Linked DNA regions of Macaca mulatta: region 2 is linked to region 1. The links are chromatin contacts, called in public Hi-C maps. All regions are on one chromosome and are shown on one strand. The core of a region is the stretch at or near the end of the contact, and the rest is flanking DNA. Distances in the headings are between cores, read along the strand shown. Region 1 holds the start of ADNP2 (ADNP homeobox 2). Region 2 holds the start of RBFA (ribosome binding factor A).

The links. A called contact is a pair of places that touch in the nucleus more often than the background predicts.
Region 2: a contact with region 1 is called in a Hi-C map of CD4 T cells, with 2.4 times the contacts expected there. The contact joins the promoter of RBFA here to the promoter of ADNP2 in region 1. A contact is called at or near these places in 3 of 14 Hi-C or Micro-C datasets (CD4 T cells, cortical neurons and fetal cortex germinal zone).

What each region holds. Positions count from the first base shown.
Region 1 is chr18:919,074-925,049 of T2T-MMU8v2.0, forward strand. It overlaps ADNP2 (ADNP homeobox 2), which reads right to left and starts at 2,633. Exons shown (of 4, transcript XM_015122250.3): 1 at 2,215-2,633. LOC144336414 (a long non-coding RNA gene) reads right to left here. Exons shown (of 8, transcript XR_013408191.1): 8 at 5,597-5,976.
Region 2 is chr18:986,971-992,946 of T2T-MMU8v2.0, forward strand. RBFA (ribosome binding factor A) reads right to left here and starts at 2,758. Exons shown (of 6, transcript XM_028837907.2): 1 at 2,566-2,758; 2 at 539-581. The coding sequence starts at 2,723. It overlaps LOC106994592 (a long non-coding RNA gene), which reads left to right and starts at 3,255. Exons shown (of 4, transcript XR_013408188.1): 1 at 3,255-3,673; 2 at 4,204-4,313.

The DNA.
Region 1 (5,976 bases), core at 1,383-3,882:
AGCAGAGGTTGCAGTGAGCCAAGATCACACCACTGCACTCCAGCCTGGGTGACAGAGCAAAACCCCGTCTCAAAAAAAACAAAAAAAAGTCATTCAAGTAATACAGTAATAAACAATACTTTTTAACGCCACAGAACTTTTTTCAGTTTCTGTGAAATTGCACAAAACGATGGTCACCAAAAAGGATTCTAGAGCTGTGTGCCTGGGTTTACATCAGCTCCACCGTTTATGAGCTGTGTAATCTTCAGGCAATCATTTACTCTCTCCAGGCCTCAGCTGGCTCTTCTGTAAAACAGGGCAAGTATAACCTAATTCACAGAGTAGCTATGAGGATAAATGAGTTAATACATGCAAAATAGCACATAAGCACTGAGTTTGCTATTAATTAACTCCAAAAAACTAAATGAAATGTCCCAACTATTGGAATACAGGGCTTTTTAGAGAACAACTTTAAAAACACAGAATATTTGGATCATATATTCGGCAGATCTGGGTTCAAATCACTGGGAGATACCTGTTTCCACCTATGTAAAACATTGCCCTAACAGGTCTACGATAGCCAGAGGGTGAAGGGCAGGGCAGAACCCAAGTTTGCAATATGCTGTTGGTGAACTTATGAAGGCAATCATAAATTAACCAACAGCATGTTGCAAACTTGGGTTCAAATTTAAAAGGTGTCTCCCAAACCCCAGAATCTCTTCAGCTAAAAATCTTAGCTTAGCTGTCATTTTCCCCCAGAAACAATGATCAACTCCTTTCAGACATGTCCTAACCCTCACTGTTCCTCCCCTCAACTAGAGGGCCGGTAGGACAACCTCTTGTCTCATCTCCACTCCTGTACTTCCTTTCTTAACACACATCTGTCACTTCCATGTTTAAGGACGACGGGCTCAATGCTGTCTTCAGAGTGAAGTCCTAACTCTAACCGAAATTTAACCGAAATATTAAAATACACTCATACAAGGCCAACTCTCCAGGAACATCTTTAAATAAGTTACACATACATTACCAACTTCCAAACACAGCTGAACATGTACTTTACCCAACTTTTTACACGTGGTCCTCTCTCCCACTAATGCTCCTCACCTCTACAAATGGTACCCAGACTTTTTTGACAAAGGCTCTTTATAAAAAAAAAAAAAAAACCCTTTTTTGACAAAGGCTCTGCGTGGCAGATGCCCACAGTACTCTACAAATATCTGCTGCCCCACTTGCCAATCTGCATTGTCAGTTACCTGCTTACCAGTTTCTCCTCCCCCACCCCACTCCTCCACACCCAGTATATTCCTCAAGATCCCAAGAGGCAGTGATTACCCATGCAAATAGAGTAAGTTTTAAGCACTCAGGCAAGTTTTTTTATTCTGCTCAAATAAACTACTTAAAATAATTATTTCTCATTCTGCATCTGCACAATATTTAAAAGGGCAGTTAAAATTTTTAACATTCCAAAGCCAACTGTGATAGAAATTTTGTAAACGGAATCTATTTCAACGCAACCAGCAACGGCTGATGAAAAGTATGTAAAGTCAACATCTGCATATCAATTATTGATATTCGCATCGAAAGCTCAACGGTGAAGAAACAGGGCCCCGTTATCAGCTGTTCTTCAAACCTTTCTAGGGGAAAAAACCTGGGCAGATTTAGGTGTCACTGTCAGCTCCTGCCCTACATTTGCCGTCACTCAAGGCTCCTCCAGGGAGAAGCTTCCAGGAGAACCCGGTCTCGGGGCTGCGGCGGGCGGGCCGGCGGCGGGGCGTTGCTGGGGTCCTCACAGGGGTCGCCACAGCTCCCTGCCCCCTCTCTTCTTCTCCATCCCCGTTCCCTCTCCCTCTACTCCTCGCTCCCTTCACCAGTCCCCCCTCTCTCCCTCGGTCCCCGTCCCCATCTTCCCCCTATTCCTCCTCTCCCCTTTGGTCCCCGTCCACTTCTCCGCCCTCCCGGGGCGGCCCCCGCTCCCACGTGACCGGCGGCGGGCGGGGCGGGCCGCGGGCGCGTCGGGGGTCGACGGGCGCCGTTCGGGCCGCGAACCCGCGCCGTGAGAACGTCCCGGGATTCCCGAGACGGCCACGGGCGGCGCCAGGGCAGGCGGCTGGCGTGGGTGTGGGCTGGGTACCGACGGGGGCGGGGCTCGGAGGGGGCCAGACTGGGGCGGGGGCCAGGACCGGGGCAGGGGGCGTCGCCGCGCGGGCCCGCGCTGGGCCGGGCCGTACCTACCACTCGGCCCCCGAGGAGCACCGCGTCTCTGCTGCTGCCTCTCGCAGAGCTGCCGCGTCTTCCGCCGAGCGCAGCCGCGTCCCGTGGGGCCGCCTGCACCCGCCCGCGCCTCCGCCCCGCGCGGCGGGACCCCCGCCTCAGCGCGCGCCCACCCCCGGCGCGACTCGTCCCCTCCTCCCGCGCAGCCAGAAAGAGAAAATGGCGCTCGATTGGCCTCAGGAAGTGACGTTGGCCCTCATTTGCATGTAGGCGCAGCTAGCCAATGGGAGCAGAGTGTGCTTGGGGGCCCCTGGCATTTCCCACAGGGCCCCCGGGGCCCCTGGCCAAAGCTGGACTGGAGGCTCTGGGGTGGCAGTGGGGGGCCCCTGTAGGGCCCCCTGACTCCCTTCTGGCCCAGGGAACTGCCCTGCCAGCTCCTTTCCACATCTGTGCAAACTCTCGTGAGAGTTTGAGTGGGTAATGACGTCACCAAAGGGGTGGGGAGAGTGTGTCATCAACCATGTGACTAATCACGTGGACTCACCACAGCTTTGACTTCATTTGCATGGAATGGGGTGGAGCTAGTGCCAGCTCCAGGAGTGGTGACCCCGCCCACATCTCAGAGCCAATGGGAGCCCAGCTGTGATAATGCTGCCTTGCCATTGGAAGATAGAACTTTGGCTCCCAGAACTGGGACAAGTGTGCCATGATTGACATATCCTGGTGAACCGACTGGCTGGGGTCTCCTGACTTCATCATTCCTGTGGGAAAGTGATCACACCTTTTCTTGAGAATTCTGATTTTTAGATCTACTACAAGTTGTGTGGGGAGAGGGTTAATTGCATACATTTGTATAAACTCTTAACCTAAAAGTTCACTTTTGCAGAGGTTTTTATCAATTGGGTAGCAATAATAATTTATTCCTCAAAATGAGTGGAACATGGAGTAGGGCTTTCAAAATGGCTCTAGGTCTTCGTTCTGTGGAGTCCCCAGGCCTCTGGCGGACGCCCTCGTGCCCCAGAGCACGTGGGAGTAACCACGAGGGCAGCGCAGGCACCTCCCCCAGTGCCCCCAACCTTAACCCTAATTCTGACCCTGCACCTGAACCTCACCCTAGCACTAACCCTGACTCTGACCCAAACTCTCCCCCAGTGTTCCTTCCCCTGACCCTAACTCAGCCGCACCCTCCGTGGCTGTTCCAGGCCTTTCCTTCTTGGCGAAGCCCCCTGCAGGACACGTGCCCATTTCAGCACAAGGCCATGTCTCCTTCCAGAGTGCTGAGCCCCTGCAACCCGCCACCGGCCTCCAGCCCTGAGGCCCACTCCAGCCGCCGCGGGGCAAAGGCTGTGCCCAGGCTGGGCCTTCCGCCCACAGACCTCTCCAGAGCCTCCTTGTCACCATCCACTTGCCCATAATTTCAGCTTTTCCCTCTCAATGGGAGCCCTCTGCTCAGTTTAGCCCAGTGACTAAAAACATAATAGGCACTAAATAAATGTCCATATTCGTTTTAAAATTGTGTTAAATGGTGGGCCGATATGACCTGACCACAATTTGCTTTTTTCCTACGGGAATACAAGTCATAGTTGAAGAAGAGTTTGCCCTTTATGTTTGCTTACGAGTTAAAATTTTATTTTGAGTTACAGTGGTAAATGGATGTGATGTCCCTATATATCCTCCTTGCAAAATTATGGGTGGGATGAAAAGTGTAGTTAAAGTCTGCAGTCTCCTGTTGATCCTCTAGTGACCTCTCATTCTATCACATTTCTCAAAACAGCAGTCCCTGTGTCTGTCTCCTCAGCCCCCTGCATGCCTCTCACCCCCACCCTCACCACTCTGCCGAAACGCCTTGGTCACCAGTGCCCTCCTAACTGTTGAGTCCAAAACAGATTTTAGGCCTCGTCTTTCTCGATCTATCTTCCACTTGTTACTACAGACCAATCCCCCTTTCCTACAGACCTTCCCCACAAACCCACCCCCTACTCCACTACTCCCCAAACGGGCTCTTTAATCTCCAAACTTACGAACTGTTTCCTCATCTTCGCCTGCGTCTCTTCCTGGCCCATCCTTGAACGCGGTGTTCTCTGGGATCCTGCTGGCTTTTTCCTACATGGTGCAGCACATATGCGCCACCTGCTTCCTGTGTGCCAGGCACCGTGCTGGGTATTGGAACTCCCACGCCTCTCATTTTTTTCTGCATTTTCTCCCTTGTTAATTTCGACCACAGATTCAAACCTTGTTATTTCCATTCCAAACCAGTATCTCCACCTTTTCCTACGTTTCAGTTGTATTTTTCTGGCTGCCAAAGGGGGCAGCTCCACTTCAGAGTCCCACAGGCAACTCAGATTCAAAATGTTCAAATCTGAGCCCATCGTTCTCTCCTCAACAGCCACTCCTACAGCAAGCAGCGTGTTCCCTGTCTCCAGTTTTCCAACTTTATATCCCAAATATTCGTCAGATCTGTTCCCTCATCTGCAGCCTCACTACCACTGCAGGCATTCAGGTCATCTCCTGCCTGTAACACCTGCACAGGCTCCCACCACCTTACCTCCAGCTTGGTACCTCAGGTACTTTCCCCAGTCAGCCCTTTTAAAGAGTGAATCTGACTGTCCTTCCCTTCTTGCCGCAATCACTCAAAATCCCCCAGGGATCAAGCCCAGCTGGTCAGCATGACACACAAATTCTCCAAAGCTGACCAGTCAGCCCCCAGCCCCATTTTGCTCCTGTAAACACCACATGGTGTTTGTTCATGGGATTCCTGTCCCAACCCCTGAGCTAATTTTCATTCCATTGCCATTCAAGGCTGAACCCTACCGGCCTCTCTCCCAGAAAGATCTCTCTGAACACACACATACACACACACATACACATCAAAATGTGGGAGGTAGTTCTTGACATTCCCAAAACATTCTGTGTCTCCTGCTGCCCTCGCCACCTTGTTTACTGTTATCTGCTCACTGCTTGTCTCTCTACGGGGCGCCAATAGGGACCATGTCTCATTCATCATTGTATCCCTTGTGCCTACATTACTTTAATAAATACAATATCAACATTTTCATAAATATAATAAATTTGATAAATATAAATATAATAAAATTTAAATGTCGAATGATTTTTTCCCCTTGCATTTTGCTATGAAAATGTTGAATGTACTGAAAAGTTGAAATAATTGTTCAGGGAACACCATCACCTAGCTTTTCCAGTTAACATTTGCTTACTTGTGTTATCACATATGTATTCAAATATTTACCTGTTACTCATTTTTTTTTAAGCAAACATCAGTACACCATCCCTAAACACTTCAGCGTGGATATCTGATGAATACAGTTTAAAACCGCCATCCACAGCGTTCAGATAAAAAAGACTGTCCCTCCCACCACAGAAGGAATGAGCAATATGACCTGGGGACTTGTCAAGATCATTTTCATAGACTCAGGAAAGTGCATGACACTGAAGTCATCAAACCAAAGACACAAGTTGGACCTCAGGACTTATCTACCAGGCAAGTCACAGCTCATGCAGGTTTATTCTGCACACCTACTTCTGAATAACAAGAAGACCACAGACTTGGTGGCAGTAGAAGAGTAGATTCCTCGACTCCGGTTGCTCCGTTAGGTTTGAAAATGAAGATGGCCCATGTGGAAGCTTCCCACGCTCTCAGCTAGGTCCCCCTACAACCAGCATTGGCATTTGTAAGACAGTTGTTCACAACAAAGGGAGCCCCAGAGTTGACTGTGGCAGCCACAGGCACCTTTGTGTGAATTAGAAAAGCAGGGCCTCTGGGTG
Region 2 (5,976 bases), core at 1,508-4,007, 68 kb after region 1:
GGCAGCCTCTCAGCTGGATGAGCGGCTATCACTCTTAGCTGCCTCAGCTTTCATTAAGATAAAGTTGGATAAACCGGGATCCTTTTAGATTTTTACCTGGTAACCCTCCAAGATTAAAAGTACTGCAAGTAAATATTTTCTCAAAAAAAGTTTTTGTTGAGATATAATTCACATACCATAAAGTTCACCCTGCCAAAGGGAATAATTCAGTAATTTTTAGTATAAGTGATGTATTTATTTTTCAGAATGGGAGCCATATATTGCATAAACTTCTATGGTACACACACTAAAAACTAAATGGATACTACCATATTATAATTTGATAAAAGATACGACTTTCTGGAGAACATTAATGTCGGTACTTTTTTTTTTTTTTGGAAAAGGTAAAAACTCCATGTTGCCAATGGCATGCAGTCGCATCCACACAGACACTGTCCCCTCCAATACAGAAACGGAAAGACCTCCAGGTGAGAATTTTGCCAACTTTTAAACCTTCACTCCCATCAAGATTATAAAGTGGCTCATGGTTTATACTCACCAAGTGAGAGCCCAAGGAAGGACCTTCATACCAAAACTTTTTTCTTTGGGGAGAAAATAAGCATTATGTTAGTGATGGCAAAGTCAAAAAGTTACATAAGCTAATTTAAGAGGTTATGATACCATAACTGTTTGTAAGGGGCTAAACTTAGACGTTATGTTACTGTCCATCTTAAAAAATTTCAGTATTTAATTGACAACAACATGGGTTGTGGGGAAGAGGCTGAAGATGGTTTTAATTCAACCTCATATTCTCACCTAAATTCTACTTCTAGTCCCAAGGTTTGAGGGAAAGACACCCACCAAACTGCACAGAAACACTGTACTCTAATTGATCAAGACGTTTCCCATGGAAGTTCAGGTAAAGGATTCGGATGCTGTCACAGGCATAGACTGAGACTGAACAATTAAGCAAATGAAAGGTGGCAGTCACGCTCACTACTGGAGTGGGACTTACAGATAAGCAAGGAGGGGAGGCTAGAATGATCCACACAGTAGGTTCTGGAGTTGGAGACAGATGGTTATACATAAAAATGTTTATAGGTGCATATTTACACGAGGGTGAACAGGAACACATATATCCTTTCATCAGACGAGATGGCCTAAAGACAGACACCCCAGAAGCAATGAACACACCCAGCACCCATGGTTTCTAATCTCTCTCTCCAATAAAAGGAACGAGGGCTCCTTGGAGAAATGGCTGATTTTAGGGCTGCGGTAGGAAACACACAAGATGAGCCTGGAGCATCTTGTAGTGCCAGAAAGCAGGTAAGTGTTTAACACACACAAAAACCCAGCAAAATGCCATAATGACAAGGGTATGGTAACAGCACATAGGAGCTTAGAGAGCTGCTAAGGGCCAGAGCTGGAAACATTTGAACAAAACTAAGTAACACAGGATTATAACCCACGAGTTCTTGGTGATATGAATTAATTAATAAATGGGGTGAAGAGACACATCCTCTCTGCAGAATGCAAATCACTTAGGACAAAATTCCCCACTCCTTAGGCATGGGCTGCACACAGCGACGTTCTCCTAGAGTACAGTAAGGGGGCAAAAAGAGTAACTTTAAGGTAGAGAAACCTGGCAAGCACCTCACGCAGGGGATCACGGCCAACGTGGACCCTGGATACGGTGCGATGAGAATGGCCTTTACCTCCAGTCTTCCTCCCCAAAATCCATAATCCACATCTAAGCATTAAAAAAAACAGGCACATTCCAACAGAGGGGCATCCTGCAAAGCACCTGACCAGTACCCCTCCAAACTGGCACAGCCATCAAAAACAGGGACAGTCTGGGACACTACTCCAGCCTAAGGAAACAAGACAATTCAATGTAACGTGGACCTTGGGTGGGGACCTGGGACAGCAAGGGACGGCACGCAGAACCAAGGAAAAGTGAATAAAGTACAGGCTTCAGTTAGCAACAATCTATCAATATCGGCTGGAGAAGCTAAAGTCCGACGTTAATACAGGGGGAGCTGGGTGCCAGGACACATGATCTCGGTACTATTTTTGCAATTTTCTGCAGGGTCTAAAACTGTCTTAAAAGTAGTGTATTAAAGTAGAAAACATACACCCATCTACCATACTTAGAAGAACTAAAAGCAGCGTGAAAAGCCATTATATTTTATTGTACTTATCTTTCATCATTTAAACATACTAATTACCATGACAAGCTTTAGTCTTCAAATTAACTCCACACAGAAAGTCAACATTAGCAACGAAATTCTTATATTTTTTCATTTTTCCTCATTTCCTGAAACTAATCTCCTGAAAAATACGTCCGGTGACAAGAATAAAAATAAACACACATTGTCACTTTGTTTTTTTAACCCGACACACGTCCACGAACAGAAAAACTGCGAATGTTGACAGTGAGAGCTGAACTGCTGCAGACCCCAGGAGTCAGGAACTGGCGACCCAAGCCGCGTGGGCGCAAGAACGCGGGTGGGCGGACACCGCAACCCGGGGACACCGCCCCCCAGGGAACACCGCGCCCGAGGACACCAAACCCCGCCGCATTACTTGGTTTTCGAGGCAAATTTCTTGAGCCAGTTCTTGCAGAAGACAGCAGAGCCGTGCACTCCCCGCGCGCAGCCCGGAAGGAGTGCAGCATCCCGGCTACGGAGCAGGCCCCGGAGACCCGCGCGGGAGCCCCACAGCCCGCCCGCCACAGCCCACATGGCGCGGCGCGAAGACCCGGCGCAACCAGGGAGACAACGGGCGCAGGCGCGGAGCGACGACAGACGCGAGGCTGGCGGCGTGTGGGCGGGGCGACGGCGCGGAGCGCAAGGACGACATACGCCGGGCAGGCGGCGTGTGGGCGGGGCGATGGCGCAGGGCAGGGCGAGGACAGACGCGAAGTAGACGGCGTGTGGGCGGGGCCACAGCCCGGGGCGGGGTGAAGCCTGGGTACATGGCGGGCGGGGCTACGGCGGCGGAGGGGCGAAGGCCGGAGGCTGGCGGTAGGTGGGCGGGGCGAAGGCCGGAGGCGGGCGGCAGGTGGGCGGGGCGAAGACGGACGCGAGGCGGGCGGTGAATGGGCGGGGCGAAGACTGAAGCGAGAAGGACTGCGTGAGGTGGGCGACCACCGGAGCGAGGCGGGCGGCGTGTCGGGGGGCGTGAAGACAACCCCAGGTGGGCAGTGTGCGGGCGGGGGACGGCGTGGGGCGGGGCGACAAGTGCTAGACGGGAGACAGGGGGCGGGCGGCAAAGGGGGCGGGGCGCGAGGCGGGGCCGGCGGGAGCGGGGCGTGGGGAGGCCTCAAGGGCGGCGCGGAGGGTGTGCGCCGTGGGGAAGCGCGGGAACCGCTGGGTTTCCTGGCACTGCGGAGCTAGGGAACGCGTTTTGTTTAAATGCTGGGAACTGACGTAGTCGGGTTCTCTGCACAAAGCAACGAAGGCATCGAAGCCTGGAGACCTGGGCAGGGCCGCTGTCGGCGGGAGGCTGCGAGGCGTCCATGTTTCCGCCCCTGGGCCCTCCAGGTCTTTGCTCCTGCGCCGCCTCCTCCCCGGGCACCCAGAGAAAAACCCCAGATTGGGCGTCCTCCCCAGAAGTGGTTTCGCCCCGCCCGCTTCCCCGGAGTCAGCGTGGCCTAGCGGGGAAGCTGCTCCCCGCGGGTGTGGACAGAGAAGTGAGCGCGACCGCAGCGTTGGGGATGTGTGGGCCGTGACGTCCCGAGGCGTCTGCTGTGGTGTGAGACACGTCTGCGTGTATGTGTGGGCGCGTGTGGAGGTGTGCATGTGTATGTGTGCGTATGTGTGTATGTATGTACGTGTATGTGTGTATCTATTGTATGTATGTGTGTATATATTGTCAATGGAAGAAAACGACAAGACAAGCCTCTAATCATTTTAGGAGATTTATTTGCCAAAGTTAAGGATGCACCCAGGAGACACGTCTATGCCTTTCTCCAAAGATAAGATTTTGAGGGCTTCAGATTTAAAGGGGAAAGGGCGGAGTATTGAGAAGCATAGATTTTTCACAAACAAAAGGGGGCAGAGGAGAAATGTGGGGAATCTGCATTTTACGTAAGATAACGCAGACAAAGTGGGGTAGGGGAACAATCAGATGGGCTAGGGTGACTGCACCTGTAAAAATAAGCTATCAATTTGCATTGCCATGGTTACGTTTTATTTTTGTTTTTATTTTTTTGAAATGGAGTCTCCCTCTGTCGCCCAGGCTGGAGGGCGTGATGTCCGCTCACTGCAACCTCCACCTTCCGGGTTCAAACAGTTCTCCTGCCTCAGCCTCCTGAGTAGCTGGGATTCCAGGTGAGTGCCACCACACCCTGCTAATATTTGTGTTTTTAGTAGAGACGGGGTTTCCCCATGTTGGCCAAGCTGGTCTCAAACTCCTGATCTCAAGTGATCCACCCGCCCCGGCCTGCCAAAGTGCTGGGATTACAGGCGTGAGCCACAGCGCCCGGCCACCATGGTGAAATTTGAACAGCTCACCAGGAATCTCCTTGTGGGCAAAATATGGGGGAGGCGTGTAGCCTTTCATCTTGTAGCCATCTTATTTAGGAACCAAAAGGAGGAGGCAGGTAGGTTTGCGTGACCCAGTTCCCAGCTTGACTTTTCCCTTTGGCTAAATGAGTTTGGGGTCCCAAAATTTAATTTCCTTTCACATTTCCCCCCTTTTTTTCTTTAAAATCTTTTGGAGAAAAGCATTTTAAAAACGAATTGGGTTTCTGGCCTCAGGTTGTTGCTTCCTCCTTTTTTCCCACCTGCTGGTTTGTCGTTGCTAGGATGGTTTATTCCTAGAAGTTCAGGTCCTACATCACTAGGAATGCTCATTCCTAGGAGGTCACATCCCACGAAGATAAAAAACAGAGAGAAAAGGAAAAAAGAAAGAGGAAAAAAAGAAAAATGTATAGGGACCTAGGCCAGACCTATAGCAACAAAAGGAGGGCAAAACTGGAAGCTGGGTCAGGCTATATTACTACCTCCTCAACTACAGCAATTCTCTGGGCAATCATTATCCTAGCCCTTTCAGCTACACGTGGGCTTATTTGCAAACATATACCGTAACAACATTATAAGCAAAAACAGGACAGATCAGAAATTATTCTTATAAGTACCAAGTTCCCCAGAATCCAAACCAACTACTCAACCAATCAGTGAGGGTTTTGGATCTGACAGGTTGATTATCTGGGTTTTCACATCAGTCATAAGCCGGGTTATGTTCTTCGATATCTGGAATATACACACAACATTCCGTTGTTATGATGGTGCATGTGCCCCCTTGTGCTGCTGTTAAACATATCTAAAGCCATATGATTTTGCAGCACAGCTTTCCTCATAAGCATGACCCCATCGTTTAGGGCCTTTTGGGTGCAATTTGTTAAGGCTTCTGTATCCCATATAACATCTTCAATAGCGATCTGTGGTACAAAGCTTGAAGTTAAATGATCATACTGTTGGAATACTGAATGTGTCCAGTGAGATTGTAAATGAAAAAGGTTTGCTGTTTTTGGCAGGGTCTGCATTACTCATCCTTGTGCCCAAGCATAACCTAGGGAGCATCGTCTCAACCACCCTGGAGGTGACCACGGCCATAAATTAGTGCCAGATAGCCAATATGTCCCATTTGGAGCTAGCCAGTAAATACTTGGTTGCTGCACCCAGTCGGTGGTATGCTAGGCAGTGTCTCGTAATATGGTAATGTAGTCACAACATTTCTCCTGCTGTCCACCACATATCTCTTCCTACTGTTTGGCCACAGGTCTTGGGTGGGATTTCTTTGCTACCAGCAAAAAGGAGCATTTTGGCTGGGTTGGCCAAACGAAGGGGTGAACCAGATAAATCCATCCCAAGTTTGCATTATTCCATTTTGAAAAGGCCATTGTTTGGGGCATGGTCACCACTTTTAATTGGGGAAATGCTAAAGTGAGAGCTAATGAGCTGGTCCTTTCCATTGAAAAACTTTTCCCAT